2 separate regions of the Sus scrofa genome follow, and region 1 is linked to region 2. Evidence: chromatin contacts called from public Hi-C data. All regions are on one chromosome and are shown on one strand. Each heading gives the region's core, a stretch centred on a gene start, on an enhancer-like site or on the middle of the called end of the contact. The rest is flanking DNA. Distances are from core to core; before and after follow the strand shown.

Region 1 (2,700 bases), core at 178-2,677, 140 kb after region 2:
GCGCAGGAGCGGGCCCTCAGAAGGTGCTTTGTCAAGGGAAGGAAGAAAGGCTTTCTCTGTGTGGCGTGGAGGATGCCTCTGCAGAGTAAAGGGAGTCAGGAGCAGTGAGCCTGCAGAGGAACCTGGAAGATTCCAGAAACCCAGGGACCTCAGCCTTGGGCAGCTACAGCGTGGCCGTGCCAGCCGGGAAAGTTAGGGCTGGTCTGGCCCGAGCATCAGGGGCCCTGATGCCAGGGGTCTAAGGGGGTTTGTGCCCTTGGCAGTGAAAGGGTTTTACTCGCATTTCCTGAGGCAGGTCTTTCCCCGGGGGAGTGGATTCCCGTGGATAAGCCGGAAGCCCCGCCACGTGGAGGAGGGAGAGCTTCTCGTCCTCCTCAGACACCACAGATCTGGCCCCGCGGGGGTCATGCGCGCCCAAGCCAGGCCCGGGTGCATCCACGCAGCGTGTTGTCCATTTGTGAGTCTCCGGCTCTCGGCAGGCCTGCTTCCCTTTCAGTTTATAGCTCTCAGCTTAAATGTCACCTCCCCTGGGGGGACGTTCACCACCGCCTGCAGAAGCCTTTACCATTGTTCCCCGCTGGCCCCCCCGCAGGCTCGCTCCGCGGTGCTTGTCACAGGCACCCTAAGCCGCGCGTCCTTCCGCAGCACAGTTTGCCGTCTCCGCACCAGGCGGGGATGGCGTCTGGGGGGGAACCTGACCTAGATTAGAGGCTCAGCCTTTGCAAGAGGAGCGACAGGCTGAGCCCCAGGCCCGGGAGGTGGAGGTGGCCAAGGATGGTGAGGACCCCTCCCCGCCGCAAGTCCGAGCAGCCGCACGATCCGCCGCCCGGGGCGGTTAAGGAAATCGCAGGGGGCCGAGGGCTCCGCAAACGCAAAGCGCTCTCAAGTGCCGTTTGCTTCCATTTGCTTAGTTCCATTTACTCTAAGTGCTTCTTCTGCGTTCCCGGATCCCTTTAAAAGGAACGAAGGTGCACAGCCTGGAAGGAGGGCCCGGAGCCCCTGGTAAGGGGGCAATTTTCTTTGTTTGAGGGGACACAAGAGGCTTGGTTTGCTCATGATGTAGGGGTGGGAACTCCCTTTGATGCACGTCAGGGTGTTGGCCGAGATGGCGGTGGGGTCTCCGAGCTCTTGCTTCTGCAGATGCCCACTTATTAGGGGCTCTGAGTGTCCGCTAAGGAGGAAGAGGCCACCTCTGCTTTTGAAACACCTGCTACAGAAACAACTTAGGAATTCCAAAATGAGCGAACAAATCAGGGTGCATTTTACGTGTTTCTGTTTAACAAACAGATGCTTTTAACACACACCCAGGTGTGCAAGATGTGCCCCACCAGGCAGCCCTCAAAGGAAGAGTGGGGCAGCAAGGCGCTGGACCACACCGTCTGCTCACCACTGTCTCCCCGCGCAGAGCATGCTGGGCGCTGGTTTTGTGTTTTCTGGGTGACAGCAGGCCCGGTCCGCGTAGTCACCCTCCTGGCCTCACACCCCCCCTGACAGGACCGTCTCTCCCCCAAGGTCTGGGAGGAGGTCTGCCTCCGGGTGCCCTTTACTGTCTGGTTGGTCCTCTTCCTTAGTGGGGACTGACTCCAGGATGCCTCAGGCTCGTTTGGGGGGGGGGGGCGTGAGATCCCCGAGGGTGAGGCCCTGGAACCACCTCTATAATCAGCAGCTTCTGCAGTAGGTGGCCCTCCTGGGAAGCAGCCTTTCCCCTCTTTTGCCAGCTCTTAGTTAGAGACCTGCCCACATCCCTCGATCCCGGGGCCCAAGACTCAGGAACTGATTAGTTCAAAAACTCGTCACAGAGCCCAGGATGCTGGGTCCAGGAAGACAAGGATGCGTGAGGAGCAGCTGGGTTCTCTGGAGCACACATCCGCTTGGGTTCTGGATCCGAACTGATCTGGGTTCACCTCGCTTCTGATTGGGGAGTGGGGTGGGGTGTTAGCTATGTCTCCCCATCAGTGGAAGGAAAACAAAGCACCCTAGGGTGGTTGGGAGGGTCACAGGAAATAGAGGAAAGTGCCCGACGATGAGCGGGTTGCAGGGTGGGTGCTGACCCTGCAGGCTGGGGGGCGGGGGTGGGCAGCGGGGCTCCTCCCAGTGACCCAGACCCTGGCTCACTGAACACAGGCCTCCCCAGCCCCTCCCCCTCCGCCCCCAGGAGTGGAGGCGGCTCCCTAAGTGAGCATCTGTGGTTTGCCCGAGTCACGTGCGTGCCTTCTTGCCTCTTCCGTCCCCGAAACCAGCCCCCCTGTTTTAAATGTGCAAGTCCGTCCTATGCTTTGGTGAGATTCAGAGGGACAGAGAGGGGGAGTGCTATAGAATGAAAGCAGTGAGAGGAAGTGAACCACCGGGACTCAGCCGGGGAGGGAGATGTAGGCGGACGCCCCTCCGGCCCTTGCAAAAAGCAGAGGGGCAGGAACCTTGCAAAGCAGAGGGGCAGGGTTCCAGGAAGGAGGGCTTGGAGGTTTGCAAGTGAGGAGGCAGAGGCGGCTGGGGGCTACGGATGCTGAGACACCCCTCCTCCCTGCTGCTTTCAGCTTTAGTCGCTGGGGCAACCCGAGGAGGAGCAGCTACCCTCAGGACAACCGCGGTCCCGCCTCCTCCAACCCCGGACCAGTCCCCGCGTGGTACCGGCATCCGGCATCCCAGGGCCCGGAGGGGTGGGGCGGGCGAACTTTGAACCGAGGAGGCAGGAGGTGGGCG
Region 2 (2,700 bases), core at 101-2,600:
ACGGGAACTCCCCACCGGGATCTTTAAGAGGGATGGTGACATGGCTCAATGCAGAGTCCATCACCAGCTCTTCTTCTTCTTGTTTTTACTGGGCTGTGAACACACTGCCAGCTCCTGCGGTGTCTGTCTGATTGCAAGGAGCTTCACTGCTTCCGGCTGGCCCCAAAGCCGTGGCCATGTTGAGAGGAAAGACGGGCGCTTTCAGCACAGAGAGGGAGCAGCATCCTTGAAACAGGCCATCGGCCCCCTCCACCCGCCTCTGGCCTTGCCCAGAGGGTAATCACACCGCATTTCCCTGCAACCTGATGTTGCAGAGTCTGAGAGTTTTCCACTTGGTTTTAAAAATAAGCAAATCAAAAAAATAAATAAAAATAAGCAAATAATTGCAGTCAGTGCACAGATATGATGAAAATGCAAAGAAAACGATGGAATTTGGGCACCGCCGCTCCAGGAGCTGCAGCTCCGAGATTCTTGGAGCACACCCGTGTCTGAAGGGACCCACTGCCGCTTTGTGGTACACGTGTGGCTTTGGAGGTCCAGGAGGCCACCCCCAAGGGACATTTCGGAAAGTGGTGATGGAAATGATTTTTGGTTCAAGGTAAAGAAACAGGTCGGCCCCCTGAACTCCCAGGCCGACCTTAAAAGGTAGGCTCTAATTCTATCCTGACAGACATTAAAGAGAGCACATGCCATGTCCGCGTTCTTCTTGAAACATGTGGATTTAAGCCAGTTGGGTCTGGCAGCCATTCAGTTTGTGCTTTTGCCAAAGAGTTTGGTGGGTGTAAAGTTTAAAAATAGCTGCGTACACATAGGACGCCTGTGGGGAAATGTGGGGAAATTCTAGGTTGGAAAAAGGTTCTGTGAGCAAGTGCCCTCAATGTTTAGCTCCAAATGTTTGCAAAGACGACACACATTTTGGTGTGTAACAACCGTGTCTCGCCCTCGATCTAAACAGGGCGTGTCTGGATCCAGATGTGGCAGTGGGAGAGTGACTCAGGATGGGGGGAACTAAGGCCCTGGGGGAAAATAAGTAACATGTAAGAAGAGGTTGGGGGGGGGGGGGCGACGGGGGGAATCCATACAGGTAGGCTTGCGAAGTCAGGATTTTTCATTCTGGAAGCATGAAGGCAGCAGGAATTAAAAGTGACAATTCAGTATGTGGCTGAGGTTCGGGTGAATGTTGGCCCCATGAGCTTTCCTCTCGCCGCAGTTTCTCCCCTGGGGCGTTTGGCTTGAGTAACTAACTATGGAGCGAGCAGCTTGATCGGTCAGGGGCTTTGGGGACGGGGCGTGAGGACGGGGCTGTCTCAGGAAAAGAGCACCAGCCAGGCCAGCCACGAACAAGCGCATCCCTCTCGCACCTACTCCTGCTGATCTTGTTGATGGAGCTACTGCTTGGACTAAGGACTCGTTTCTCATTTGTCTGGGTGGATAACCTTGTCTCCAAACAACTATAGGACTAAGTTTCCTGTGATCTATCCCGGGTCAGGGACAACCAAGACCAGCCCATGACAGCAGTAAGAAGGGTGTGCTGGCTTCCAGGAGGCAGTGTTTGCACTAGACTTTGGTGGACGGTGGGATTTTGATGGCAGAGAGTGGGAGGAATAGTTGGAGCTTTGGGGAGTTCCCATCATGGCTCAGTGGATAATGAACCCGACTGGGATCCATGAGTACATGGGTTTGATCTCTGGACTCACTCAACAGATTAAGGATCTGGTATTGCTGTGGCTCTGGCGTAGGCCGGCGGCTACAGCTCCCATTCACTCCTAGCCCGGGAACCTCCATATGCCGCAGGAGCGGCCCAAAGAAATGGCAAAAAGACAAAAAAGGGGGTCAAATGAGAGTTACAGCTGCCGGCCTATACCACAGCCACAGCAATGCCGGGTCCTTAACCCATTGAGTGAGGCCAGGGATTGAACCCACATCCTCATGGGTTCATTCCTGCTGAGCCACAATAGGGACTCCCATGATACTTTTTATCGTTTTAATTACTAGGTACTTTAAAGGTACTTGGCACTCTATGAAAAGCGGTCGCTGGAGGGCTGGGAGTAGGGTTAGTTCCCTGAGGATGAGATGACGTTTCTCCCCTTCAGTCCCAGGTCCCCTTGGCTGACATGCAGTTGTTCTATGAGGTTTGCTTATCAACTCATTTGACCCAGGGATCAAACGATGCAGTACTTGGTGCATCCTGGATTTTAAACTTTATTATTATTGTTAGTGAGCATTATATCAAATTTACCAGCATGTGAGTGGAAATGAAGATGTTATGTAGTTTTTATATGTTGCACTGTTTCTTTAAACCATCGTGGGACTCAGTAAATACTTGTTGAATAAATAAATCCACTCAGATCAGTGAAACAAGTGGAGGGAACTGAATTCCTGTCAGTTTTCAGGAATCTCAGTGGAGGGTAGGCTGAGGGAATTTATGACTTCTCTGGAAGGGCTTTGAAGTGCCAGAAGCCTTTTTAACCAGTGGGGAGTGAGGTTAGAGAATTGGATTGGCTTTGGACCTGCAGACTGTAGCCAGGGATGCAGGGGGCCTCTAGGAGCTGTGGGCTAGGACTGTGGGTGGGAGCCTGAGTCTCCCAGGAGGGTGCCTGCCTCACCACTTGTCCTCTGCTTGCCAAACTCTGCAGATCTGGTCTCAACGGACTGGAGGAAGCCAGCTTGCATGCTTTCTGCCCAGGGCCAAATTTCCCT

Evidence for each region. Hi-C and Micro-C count contacts between places; a contact is called where the count stands out from the background.
Region 1: a contact with region 2 is called in a Hi-C map of omental adipose tissue, with 2.6 times the contacts expected there. The contact joins two enhancer-like sites. A contact is called at or near these places in 2 of 5 promoter capture datasets (fetal skeletal muscle and liver), 26 of 47 Hi-C or Micro-C datasets (adipose tissue, alveolar macrophages, brain and 15 more) and 2 of 2 datasets of contacts at active chromatin or transcription factors (alveolar macrophages and skeletal muscle).

Annotation. Positions count from the first base shown.
Region 1 is chr11:16,704,429-16,707,128 of Sscrofa11.1, forward strand. No RefSeq gene overlaps it. Among named protein-coding and RNA genes, the nearest start is that of FAM124A, 48 kb to the left of the region's middle. Within about 2 kb of position 1,428, at least 17 of the 83 cell types and tissues checked have an H3K27ac peak or open chromatin away from gene starts, as enhancers often do. A contact at or near this core is called in omental adipose tissue, where this site is marked.
Region 2 is chr11:16,566,666-16,569,365 of Sscrofa11.1, forward strand. All of the region lies in intron 3 of LOC110255752 (a long non-coding RNA gene), which reads left to right. Among named protein-coding and RNA genes, the nearest start is that of SERPINE3, 67 kb to the left of the region's middle. Within about 2 kb of position 1,351, at least 3 of the 83 cell types and tissues checked have an H3K27ac peak or open chromatin away from gene starts, as enhancers often do. A contact at or near this core is called in omental adipose tissue, where this site is marked.